Regions from separate parts of the Sus scrofa genome. Here region 1 is linked to region 2. The links are chromatin contacts, called in public Hi-C maps. All regions are on one chromosome and are shown on one strand. Each heading gives the region's core, a stretch centred on a gene start, on an enhancer-like site or on the middle of the called end of the contact. The rest is flanking DNA. Distances are from core to core; before and after follow the strand shown. Region 1 holds the start of PLIN3 (perilipin 3). Region 2 holds the start of SAFB2 (scaffold attachment factor B2).

What was found. A called contact is a pair of places that touch in the nucleus more often than the background predicts.
Region 1: a Hi-C map of liver shows a contact between it and region 2, with 1.9 times the contacts expected there. The contact joins the promoter of PLIN3 here to the promoter of SAFB2 in region 2. A contact is called at or near these places in 1 of 5 promoter capture datasets (liver) and 1 of 47 Hi-C or Micro-C datasets (liver).

The regions. Positions count from the first base shown.
Region 1 is chr2:73,966,318-73,971,867 of Sscrofa11.1, forward strand. PLIN3 (perilipin 3) reads left to right here and starts at 3,909. Exons shown (of 8, transcript NM_001031778.1): 1 at 3,909-3,946.
Region 2 is chr2:73,332,782-73,338,129 of Sscrofa11.1, forward strand. SAFB2 (scaffold attachment factor B2) reads left to right here and starts at 1,761. Exons shown (of 18, transcript XR_002341685.1): 1 at 1,761-2,098; 2 at 3,283-3,370. It overlaps SAFB (scaffold attachment factor B1), which reads right to left and starts at 1,713. Exons shown (of 21, transcript XM_021084024.1): 1 at 1,241-1,713. The coding sequence starts at 1,603.

The DNA.
Region 1 (5,550 bases), core at 2,659-5,158, 640 kb after region 2:
ATTGGGACGCCTGTCAGAGTGGCTAAAATTAAAAATAGCGAAAACATCAAATGCTGACGAGGATGCAGAGAAACTGGATATATTCATAAATTGCTGATAAGAATGTAAAATATGGAGTTCCCATCATGGCGCAGTGGTTAACGAATCCGACTAGGAACCATGAGGTTGCGGGTTCGATCCCTGGCCTTGCTCAGTGGGTTAAGGATCAGGCGTTGCTGTGAGCTGTGGTGTAGGTCGCAGACATGGCTCGGATCCCGTGTTGCTGCGGCCCTGGCGTAGACCAGCAGCTACAGCTCCGACTAGACCCCTAGTCTGGGAAACTCCATATGCCGCGGGAGTGGCCCTAGAAAAGGCAGAAAGACAAAAAAAAAAAAAAAAAAAAAAAAAGTAAAATGTTACAGCCACTCTGGAGAACAGTTTGGCAGAGTCTTAGAAAACTACATATGCACTTACCATACAACCCTGCAATTGCACTCTTGGGCATTTATCCCAGCTAAATTTTTGTTCACACAACAACCTATGAACAAGGGAGTTCCCCAGGTCTTGGCTCAGCAGTAATGAACCTGAGTAGTACCCATGAAGATGCAGGTTCAATCCTTAGCCTCACTCAGTGGTTTAAGGATCTGGTGTTGCCATGGTGAATTGTGGTGTAGTTCACAGATGTGGCTTGGATCCCATGTTGCTGTGGCTGTGGCTGTGGCATAGACTGGCAGCTGTAGCTTCTATTTGACCCCTAGCCTGGGAAGTTCCATACGCCACAGGTGCAGCCCAAAAAAGAACAAACAAACAAACAAAGCTGTGAACAAATATTAACAGTAGCTTTATTCCTAATAGCCCCAAACTGGAAACCTTGGTGTTCTCCATGGCTGAGTGGTACATAAACTGTGGTACACCCATACCAAGGAACACTACTCAGAAATAAAAGCAAGGTACTATTGACACTTGATATTCCCAACAACTTGGATGACTCTCCAAAGAATGATGCTGAGTGAAAAAGCCAATCCCAAAAGGTTATATACGCCATGATTCCATTTGTATAACATTTTCAAAAAGACAAAATTATAGAAAGAGACAACAGATTAGTAGTTGCCAAGTGTTAATGAGGGAGAGAGAGAAGGAAGTGAGTGTGATTTAAAAAAAGGGTTGCATGAGAGATCCTTAGAGTTATGGAACTGTTCTGTATAGTAACAGTGATGGTCGAGGCGTGAACCCACATACATGATAAAATTGCATAGAACAAAACATACATTCACATGCACGCAAAAGTAAACTGGGGAAATCTGCACAAGATAGATAGATTGTGCCAATATCCTGATTTTGATATTGTTCAGCACTACTTTTGAAAGATGCTCCCCCTGAGGAAAACTGGGTAAAAGGTACATGGGCTCTCTGCATAACTTTTATCTCAAAGAAAAAATTTAATTAAAAAAATGTCCTTGGGCCATCCTGTATCTTATCTGGCAATCATAGCTTTCAGGCAGGCAGGAAGGCTTCCAGGAGGAAGGGGCAGTGTTCCTAAGAGCCAAAGGTGTAGTAATCTTTCTTTCCCCTCCCCGATGCACACATGTGCCCCTGACCTTGCTCACAAGGTACTGGAGGTGGGGTTGATACCAGGGCAGACAGTGAGCATGGCTAGTCTCCTTTTGTTCAGAAGATGTGGGGCAAAATCACCAGGACTTGATTTCTCCAAATCAGAACTGAGTTGCATCCCCTTGACCAGGGATATTTTGGCCACATCCCAGCACTGAAGGCCACTGGAAAGCAGAAAGCTACTAGGCATATCTCCAGGTGATTTTTCCAGCTGTGTGACCTTGGACAAGTCACTTCACCTCTCTGAGCTCTACATACTCCAGACTCATTCTCCTCCTGCTCTCCCTCTCTCCTCACTTGGCTTCAGCCACTTTGGGTTTTGGATGCATCTTCAGCTCACCAGGCATATGGACCAGCCTCAGGGCCTTTGCACAAGCTATTACCACCATCAGGAACACTCTTCCCTAGACCTCTATGTGGCTCCCTTTCCTTCCCTTCCCCCTCATTTCTGCGTTTTTTGTTTTTGTTTTTTCTTGTTGTTGTTGGGTTTTTTTTTAGGGCTGCAGTCATATGCAGTTTTTAGGGCATATGTAGGTTCCCAGGCTAGGGGTCCAATCAGAGCTATAGCTGCCGGCCTACACTGTAGCCACAGCAACGCAGGATCCAAGCCACGTCTGCCACCTCCACCACAACTCACGGCAACGCTGGATCCTTAACCCCCTGAGCGAGGCCAAGGATCAAACCTGCATCCTCATGGATACTAGTCAGATTCGTTTCCGCTGAGCCACGATGAGGACTCCTCATTTCTGTTTTCAAACGGCACTCTGAAAAGCTTCCCTGACCACCCTATTAAAAAGTGCAGTCCCCACATTCTCAATTCTAGTCCTCTGCTTTTCTCAGTAGCATTTACCATCTCCTGACCCATTACACATTCCACTCATTTTTGTTTGTTTGCCCTTCCTCCACTGGGTGGTGAGTGTCACAAGGCCAGAATCTATGTTATTCACTCTTGCGCTCTCATTCAGCACAGCAGCTCAGTAGGAATTGCTGAATGAAGTAGAAACATGAACAAATGAGTAGGAAAAAAGGCCTGCCCACAAATATGAAAATTTTACCTGTTATAATTCTGTGTATCTGCTTTAATCATTTGGGGGCCTCAGATTCACTTAGGAATCTGACAAGCTGTGTTACTTAAGTATGTATGTTCAGCTTCTTGATGGGCAACAGCCATATGTGCCAATGGTCACTAATTGGGTGGTGCAGAGTTCTAGAACATGCCCCACATCTCAGAAAGCTCGTCACACAGCGCTAGTGTAGACCTTCTAAAAAAAAAAAAAGGCACTTAGTCACAGACAGTAGTTTTTTCCATGTTCTTTCTGGAAGTTCTAGAAGTCCCACCCCAACCCACATACTTCAGCAGAGGTGGCAAACTGGTGCCCTAGACTGGCTATGGCTCCACTGGGTTTTATTTGGTTCCTCAGAAGTTTTTTTAAAGAGGCTGAACACTTTGTCCAAAGTCTGGAATCCCTGTGGCTCTGTGAATCTCTGGGTGAGTCTCCCCCACAGTAAGGCTCTGCTCCCTCTAGGCGGGGCATGCTGCCACTTTTTTTAACAGAGGCATTTACCTCCTGTCTGGCCCCTGGGGCCATCTGAATTTGAGACCTTGGTTTACAGACCAAGAAAATAAAGGAGGTTTTTTTTTTTTTTGGAGGGGATCGGGAATCCAAGTGAAGCAACTCCAGTAAGAGATTGATCCAGGAGTCAGAAATCCATGAGTTGGCCTCTGCACTGCCCTGGGCTGTCTCTGGGCCTCAGTTTTCTCATCTGCAAAATGGGGATAATAAAGGAATGCATAGTGTTGGTATGATTAAGTGTTACGACGCAGGTCAGAGCACGTTGGTAATAATGCTGGGTCTGGCTCGGCTCCATCTTCCTCCCGCCCAGGGGTGGGGTGTGGTCCCTGACACGACGGAAGCATCACTGAATGATCTCTGAGTTCTCACAGCCTCAGTTTGGTCCCAGGAGAAAGCGGGTGGGGATCGCCAGGACTGCACTTAAGTCCCAGAATTCATAAGGTCCCTGGTGGGGAGGGCGCGTCCCTTGGCTGGATCCGGTGTCGTACTAGGGTCGTTCCCCACCTTGGAGACACTGCTGGGAGGGCACGCGCAGCCGCCAGGTCCGTCCGTCCCTTCTCAGGCAACACTTGAGCCTCCAACGTCTAGAGCGGGGCGAGGGGCGTGGCCTGGTGGTGGGCAGTCCCCCAACCGGATTGGTCCTCCGGCCCGTCACTCCCGGGCGCTCACCCCCCCCCCTCGCCGCCCCCGAGTATAAAGGTCCGCCTTGTCCTGGCCCAGGACGGTTTTAGAGCTGGCCTTGAAGTAGCTGCTGTTGCACCCTGGACGTCCAGCTGACCGCGGTGAGAGGCGGGGTCCCCGAATGGGGTGGGGAGGCTGGGAGCTGCTGAGCCTGGGACGCCTCTGGGGAGGAAGGGGCGGAGAGGGCCTTCCCAGGGTGCTCTGTTTATCTCCGCGGCCTGGGGAGGGGTCTCCAACCTGGGCTGAACAGCCCTCCCTCAGAAGAATCCAACTTTTGGAACAGGCTCAGACTTTCAGATTCTTCCCTCTCAATATATAGGACTTTCGTGGGGGCGAGGGAGCACGAAAGAGCTCCCCCACACACACACACACTAGAAGTGGCAGGATCAAGAGGGGGCTAAGTCCGTCCCAAACCACATCCTCTTGCTTTACAAACGCACCTTGGAGACAGGCTGCAGCCGGTTCCGCACAGGAATTCCGCTGTCCCTGGGTCTTCAGAGGGGCCCCTTTCCTCCCCGCACCGGGTGCCAATCCCTCGGCCTGGCAAAGCCCCCTCCCCTTCAAGTGGTTTTGCCCCCTGGGGACTTAGCCCCTCCCCAGCCCTCCTTCCGGCCTCCCAGCTGACCCCGGCGAGGTCTTGGGCAAATTCCGCCCCCTTCTCCTGGGTGGGTGTGGCCACTGGATTGCACAAAGTAGCAGTGGGAAGTTCCCTACCCCTTATCTGAATCCTTGCGACCTTTGTGAGAGAAGGGCCTGAGCCTACGTCCGCAGTTTCTGGGAACTTTGGAAGTTGGATCTTAGTATGTCCTGGCTGCGGCTGGAGGGCTATGTGACTTCCGCCACTTTCGGCCAGTTCTCCCTCTGGCAGCTGGAGTCAGCTGCAGGCACGTTGCTGATCCCCAGGACTTGAAATGGGTGTGCTGACATCTGCAACGGCAGCCCTTGGTTCAACTGGTTCCAGAGGGATTGATGGAAAAAAGGCATGGGAAAGAGGACCTTTGAGCTGCCCAGGAGAGTTGAGGCTCAAGGGAAGGTGAGGGGGAGAACAGGATTCAGGTGATATTCACCAGGGGTAGGTGTGCCTCCTTGCCCCACTTCCCATTTGGGGGGGAGGTCCTTCCTACCAAGCAGAAGCTCATTCCTGGCTGGCTTCACCCGTTTCTATGGGACAGACAGAGTGGTGTGAAATGGATCTGTTTATTGAGCACCTACTATGTGCCAGATACCAAGCTAAGTGCCGCATGTGCAGCCTCTCCTCCAGTCCACAGGGACTTTAGGCTAGGAACCATTATCCACATTTCACAGGTGAGGCAAGTGAGGCTCAGAGAGGAGGCTGCCTTCCCAACTTCTAGCTTCAGAGTTGTAAATCCAGGGTTAGAACCCAGTTTACTTTTTTTCTTTTGGCTGCACCCACGGCATGTGGAAGTTCCCTGGCCGAAGACTGAACTTGAGCCACAGCAGTGACCATGCCAAATCCTGAACTGTTAGGCTACCAGGGAACTCCTAAAGCTCCATTTAGACTCCAGAACTGATGCTCTCAAAAGCTCGGTTAGCTGAGTTCCACTTGCAGGATGGTGAAACATGGAGTCTGGGAGGAAATTCACAGACTCAAGGTCAGGGGTTCTCCACAGGCTCATTCCAGAACGACCTGAGGAACCAGCCTTAAGGCAGGTACTACCTTTAGCCCCATTTTACAGACAAAAGG
Region 2 (5,348 bases), core at 511-3,010:
AGATAATAGAAAATAATCCCCATTTCCTCTAAATAGCAATTAATAAATAACCCCCCAATCCTCAGTTGTTTGGGAGGCAGGAGGGTGGAATGAGTCACAAACCGCACCGTCTGGAGGGCTTGGGGGTGGGGTGGGGGGTGTTGGATTAAGTGGCAAGGCTTAGCGATTACACGGAAGACCCAAGACAAGTGTCTCTAGGTTGCAAAAAGGCAAAGAAAGAAGCCACAGGAATAAAGCAAACCATAGGGTGAAACAGAAAGGCGCCAACATTTACTTAAACTCACTGCTCTTCACACGCATCCCTCAGAACCCCTCAAGACAGGGGTTAGAACCACCCTCTGCCGCTTGCCAATATCAAACGGTGGCACAGAAAGAAAAGTGACTTGTAACAGCGATCCTACTACCTCTGAGTGTTTACATGTGCTAGGCAACACGCCAAGCCTGTTTCATGCCATCTTACTTAATCCTAGCACGGAAGAACTATTACTTTCCTCTTCGAACACAAAAAGAAACAGGATCGAGAAGGGGTAGTAAATGTCTTCCATGCCCAAGATCAGGCCCCTGGGCCTGGCAGGGGCCTGATCTCTCCCCAACCCTCTATGTTCTATCTCGCGATTGCTAACTGCACTTCCCTTTGCATGCTGTGTCCCCGAGTCCGTGCTGGAAGGTCCCTAAGCCGTTTTTTCTCTCTCTTGGAAGATTTTTTTCGGAACGATTACTTTAACAGTTCATTCAAGGCTTCTAGGCCATAACGGATCAAGGAGCATCTATCTTCCCAAAGGAGAACCGCGCGGCCCGCACGGGCTCAGGGAATCAGACGGCTTGGGTTCAAATCCCCACCTCCCCACTCGGGTCGAATGACCTTGGCCCAGTCCCCACGCCGCGGAGGAAATGAGGATTTCAAGGTTCCGCGTCCACTTTCGCAGACTGGGATGAAACCAACCAAAAAAAAAATCCCTAAAAAACAGTGAATGATGCGGAAAACACAGGCCTTAGCCGATGTCACCCGTCACCCCAAACTTCCCCCGTTCGCTTCCCCAGTCTCGCCCCGATGCGACTCTAGACTTCGAACCTGGAGCTCCCGCCGGAGCCAGAGAGAAGCCGGGAGAAGCGCTGAGCGCCAGGCCCAAAGCAGGCCGCAGACAGGGCCGGGGGCGGACCCCGAGGCCAGGACGCCACCGTCGTGGCTGCCGGGGTCCCCCAACCCACTTCCTGCCCACCCCCAAGGCCCCGGCTCCACCTTTTTGAGCCGCTCCATCAAAACGCTCTTGTTGCCGCTCGAGTCCAGATTCCGTTTCCTCAGCTCCGCCCGCAGATCAATCACCCGCAGGTCGCTGAGGCGCCGCGTCCCGGTCTCCGACGAGGCGGAACTCAGAGCGGCTGCGCCCGCCGCACTCGAATCGCCTAGGCCTGACAGAGCCTCCGCCATTCCAGGGACCCTGGCTCCGCCGCCCACTTCACACAGAACCGGGCAGGATTTATCTCGGCTTCTAGCACAAAATGGCGCCGCCTGCGAGGGAACCGCTCCAGCCGCCCCGGCGCGCCTCGCTCCTGCGCAGGCGCACCCGGCGCGGGTTCGACGCTCCCGGTCGCGTCTGCCCATGCGTGGTGAGAGACTTGGGGAACTGCGCGCAGGCGTGTTGCGTTTTGCTGGCCTCCCGCCGCGATCAGCCGGCACACATGCGTACTGCAGTTACGGCGCCTGCGCGTTGTGCCGGGTCACGTGCGTTTGGTCGACGCGCTAGCGTGCTTGCTGCTAAGAATCCCGGTAGGGGCCGCACGCATGCGCTGCCGGAAAAACTGGGCGGGAGGAAGCGAGTGCGTTTTCCTCGCCGGCGGCGCCATTTTGTGTTCAGAGCCGCTACTGCCGCCGGCGGTGTGAGGAGTAGGTGGCGGAGACGGGGTGCCCGGGATGGCGGAGTCTCCGGCAGGGTCCGGTGACTCGGGTTCTGGCACGGCCAGTGTCGTCTCGGGCGCTTCAGAAGCCGGGACGCGGCGGCTCAGCGATCTGCGGGTGATCGATCTGCGGGCGGAGCTGAAGAAGCGGAACCTGGACACGGGTGGCAACAAGAGCGTCCTGATGGAGCGACTCAAGAAGGTGAGGCAACCAGGGGCCCTGGGGTGGCGCAGGAAGCTGGGGCACGCCCCCGAGCGGGCCTGTCACCGTGACTCCCGGGCCCGGGGCGCCTCCGGCCCGCTTCTCGTGGCCGAACCCAGCCCGAGCTGTCAGGGACCGCGGGGATCCGGCTGTGTGACCTTGGCTCGTCACCGCTTCTCTCTGTGTCTTACCTCCTCCTTTTTTTCTAGTTAGTCGTTTCAAGAGCGCTGAAAGCCCACTATAGCTGCAGGGTGGCTTCTAGACTGCACCCGGGGTTTGGGTTGGAGACTGTTTGTGTGACCTTGGACAAGTGCTTTCCGTTACTTGCTCTTGTTTCTTGTCTTGGAGATCCAAGAGAGAAAGATCCTTTGAGGTTTTCTGTCTTGGAGAGGTTTTCTTTCTTGGAGATCCAAGACTGAAGATCCTTTGAGATTTCTCGGGGTGGAGGGTGCTTTGCTGGGTCCTGCCCCAGGACCTTTGTTCCTCCCTTGCTTTTCCCCCGGACTGCTCCTCTCCCAGGTCAACAACTGTCTGGCGCCTTGTCATTTTGGGGTCTGAGATGTCGAGTCGCCGACCAGCCTCCCTAAGTTCTGCTGCACTTCCCTGACTCCATATCGCACCATCCTGTGTTTATTGCTCCCACCTCAGGGGCACTTGACACAAACTGGGGCGGGGCGTTGTCATTTCCCAAGTCAGAACTAGCTTCTTGAGGATCAGGACCTTGTGAGTTCCCTGGGTTCGCCGCGCCTCCCCAGGCCCAGAAGGCACTGGGATACTTGTTGAGTGGAACCACTAACCTCTCCTCTACCCAGGTTGATGGGTGTTTTTCTACCTCAGGTCAAAGATGGCTGGGTTGACCAGCTCCTCAGCCCTTTGCCCCTGCCGCCTTTCTGCCTGTTACTTTGTTGACTTAGAGCAGAGGCATTTTGGAGGTTAGGGGTCATTTTGGAACTTGTCATTGACCCTGTTTCTGAACTGTCTGTCTTTTGGGTGAGGAGCCCAGAAAGAACTAGGGGGTACTGGGATCATCCTGTGCCTTTGGGGTTTGCAGCCCAGATAGCAGAACCAGACTTGTTTTTTGCAAGGAAAGGTTCACCTTTGTTCACAGGGAAGTCATTGCTTAAAAGAGAACAGTACATGCCCTGCAGTTTTTAGTAATGTTAAAATCTGTCTCTTCCTAATAGGCTGTGAAGGAAGAAGGGCAGGGGCCTGATGAAATTGGCATCGCCTTGGAAGCCACAAGCAAGAAGACAACAAAGAGATGCCTTAAAGGTATCCACTTGTACTTGTTGCTGCTTGGGGCCTCTGCCTTCAGAGCACTAATGTAGAGAACTGGTTTTTTAGCAGTCTTCCTGCTCCCCAGGTCAGAAAAGCTCCTTTGGACCTCGTTTTCCTCCATTTAGCTTACTTTTCTACTACCTAACATGTGGTTCCATCAGAGTGCTGAGAGAAATAGAGCTCTGTAGGTGCCAAGTTAAATTAAAATACATACTAGGAACATCTCAGCTCTTGTCACTGCGATTAAAAAAGAGCTAGAGTAAGGCACACTCTTAAAGCTGCCCCAACTGGTCTCCTTGGCTTCCTTCCTGGTTCAAAAAATAGGTCTCAAATCAAGGAAAATGACACCAACCTGAGACCAAATAGAACCCAACTTCTCTAGAGTCCAAAATAGATTGTTGGATTATTTGCACCTAGGCTATATTTTACCAGCGTGATTTTTTTTTTTTTTAATTCACATGCTGTAAAACTCACCAGTTTAAAGTGTATAATGCCGTGGTTTTTAGTATTTACATGGCTACGCAACCGTCACCACTAGATTGACATCATTTCCGTTATCCCAAGAAGAGCCCCCTGTGCTCGTTCTCATCTCCCTCTCCCCCAAGCCCCTGGCAATATGTAGTCAAGGTTCTGTCTCTGAGAATTTGCCTATTCTGGTCATTTCATATAAGTGGAATCATGTAACATGTGGCTTTTGTGTGTGGCTTCTTTTACAGAGCATTGCTTTTAAAGTTTATCTATAATATAACGCGTATCAGTACTTCATTCCTTTTTATGGCTGAGTTCAGTTATTTTTGGAAGTATTTAATTTCATAAAACTTAGGAACCTCATTAGATGTTGTCCTCATTATCAAAATTTACTGTGATAAGGATAGTATAATTTGAAACTTCTATATGATGGACTTGTTCTCTTGAAAGGTGCTACAAAAAAATTCTCAAAGCTGTATGTGTCCATTCATCTTAAGAAGTGCTGAGTTCAGGAGTTTGCATTGTGTCTCAGTAGGTTAAGGACGCAGTGTTGTCTCTGTGAGGAGGTGAGTTTGATCCCTGGCCTCACTCAGTGGCTTAAGGATCTAGCATTGCCTCAACCTGCGACATAGGTTGCAGATGCAGTTCGGATCCATTGTTGAAGTGGCTGTGCCATAGGGCGGCAGTTGCAGCTCCAGTTCAACCTCAGAGATATAACTGCCAGCCTGCACCACAGCCACAGCAACACAAGATCTGAGCCTCGTCTGTGATCTACACCACAGCTCACAGCAATGCCGAGTCTTTAACCCACTGAGCGAGGCCAGGGATCAAACCTGTGTCCTCATGGATACTAGTCAGGTTCGCTAACCACTGAGCCACGACGGGAACTCCCCAAACATTTTTAAACTGTATTTCAAAGGGATATGCTGGCTTTAGGCATAATGGGGGGTGGTACAGCTTGAGTTTTGGATTGCCAGCTTTGGAGTGGAACCAAAATCCTTTTTTTTTTTTTTTGCTATGTTTTTAGTATTCAGGCCAGGGATCCAACCTGTGCCACAGCAGTGACAATGCTGGATCCTTAACAGCTAGGCCACCGGAGAACTCCCCAAATTCTTGCATCAAATCCACGTGATAAATCTGCTAGTGTGGGAGTTGCTGTCGTGGCACAGTGGTTAATGAATCTGACTAGGAACCATGAGGTTGTGGGTTTGATCCCTGGCCTTGCTCAGTGGATTAACAATCCAGGCGTTGCCGTGAGTTGTAGTGTAGGTTGCAGACACAGCTCGGATCCCGCGTTGCTGTGGCTCTGGCATAGACCCGTGGCTACAGCTCCGATTTGACCCCTAGCCTGGGAACCTCCATGTGCTGCGGGAGCGGCCCTAGAAAAGGCAAAAAGACAAAAAAAAAAAAAAAAAAAAAAAAAAAAATCTGCTAGTGTGGGCAGGGAGTATTAAAAAATTTAAAGAGCATGGTGCCCAACATGTAATAAAACTACATTTCTTAA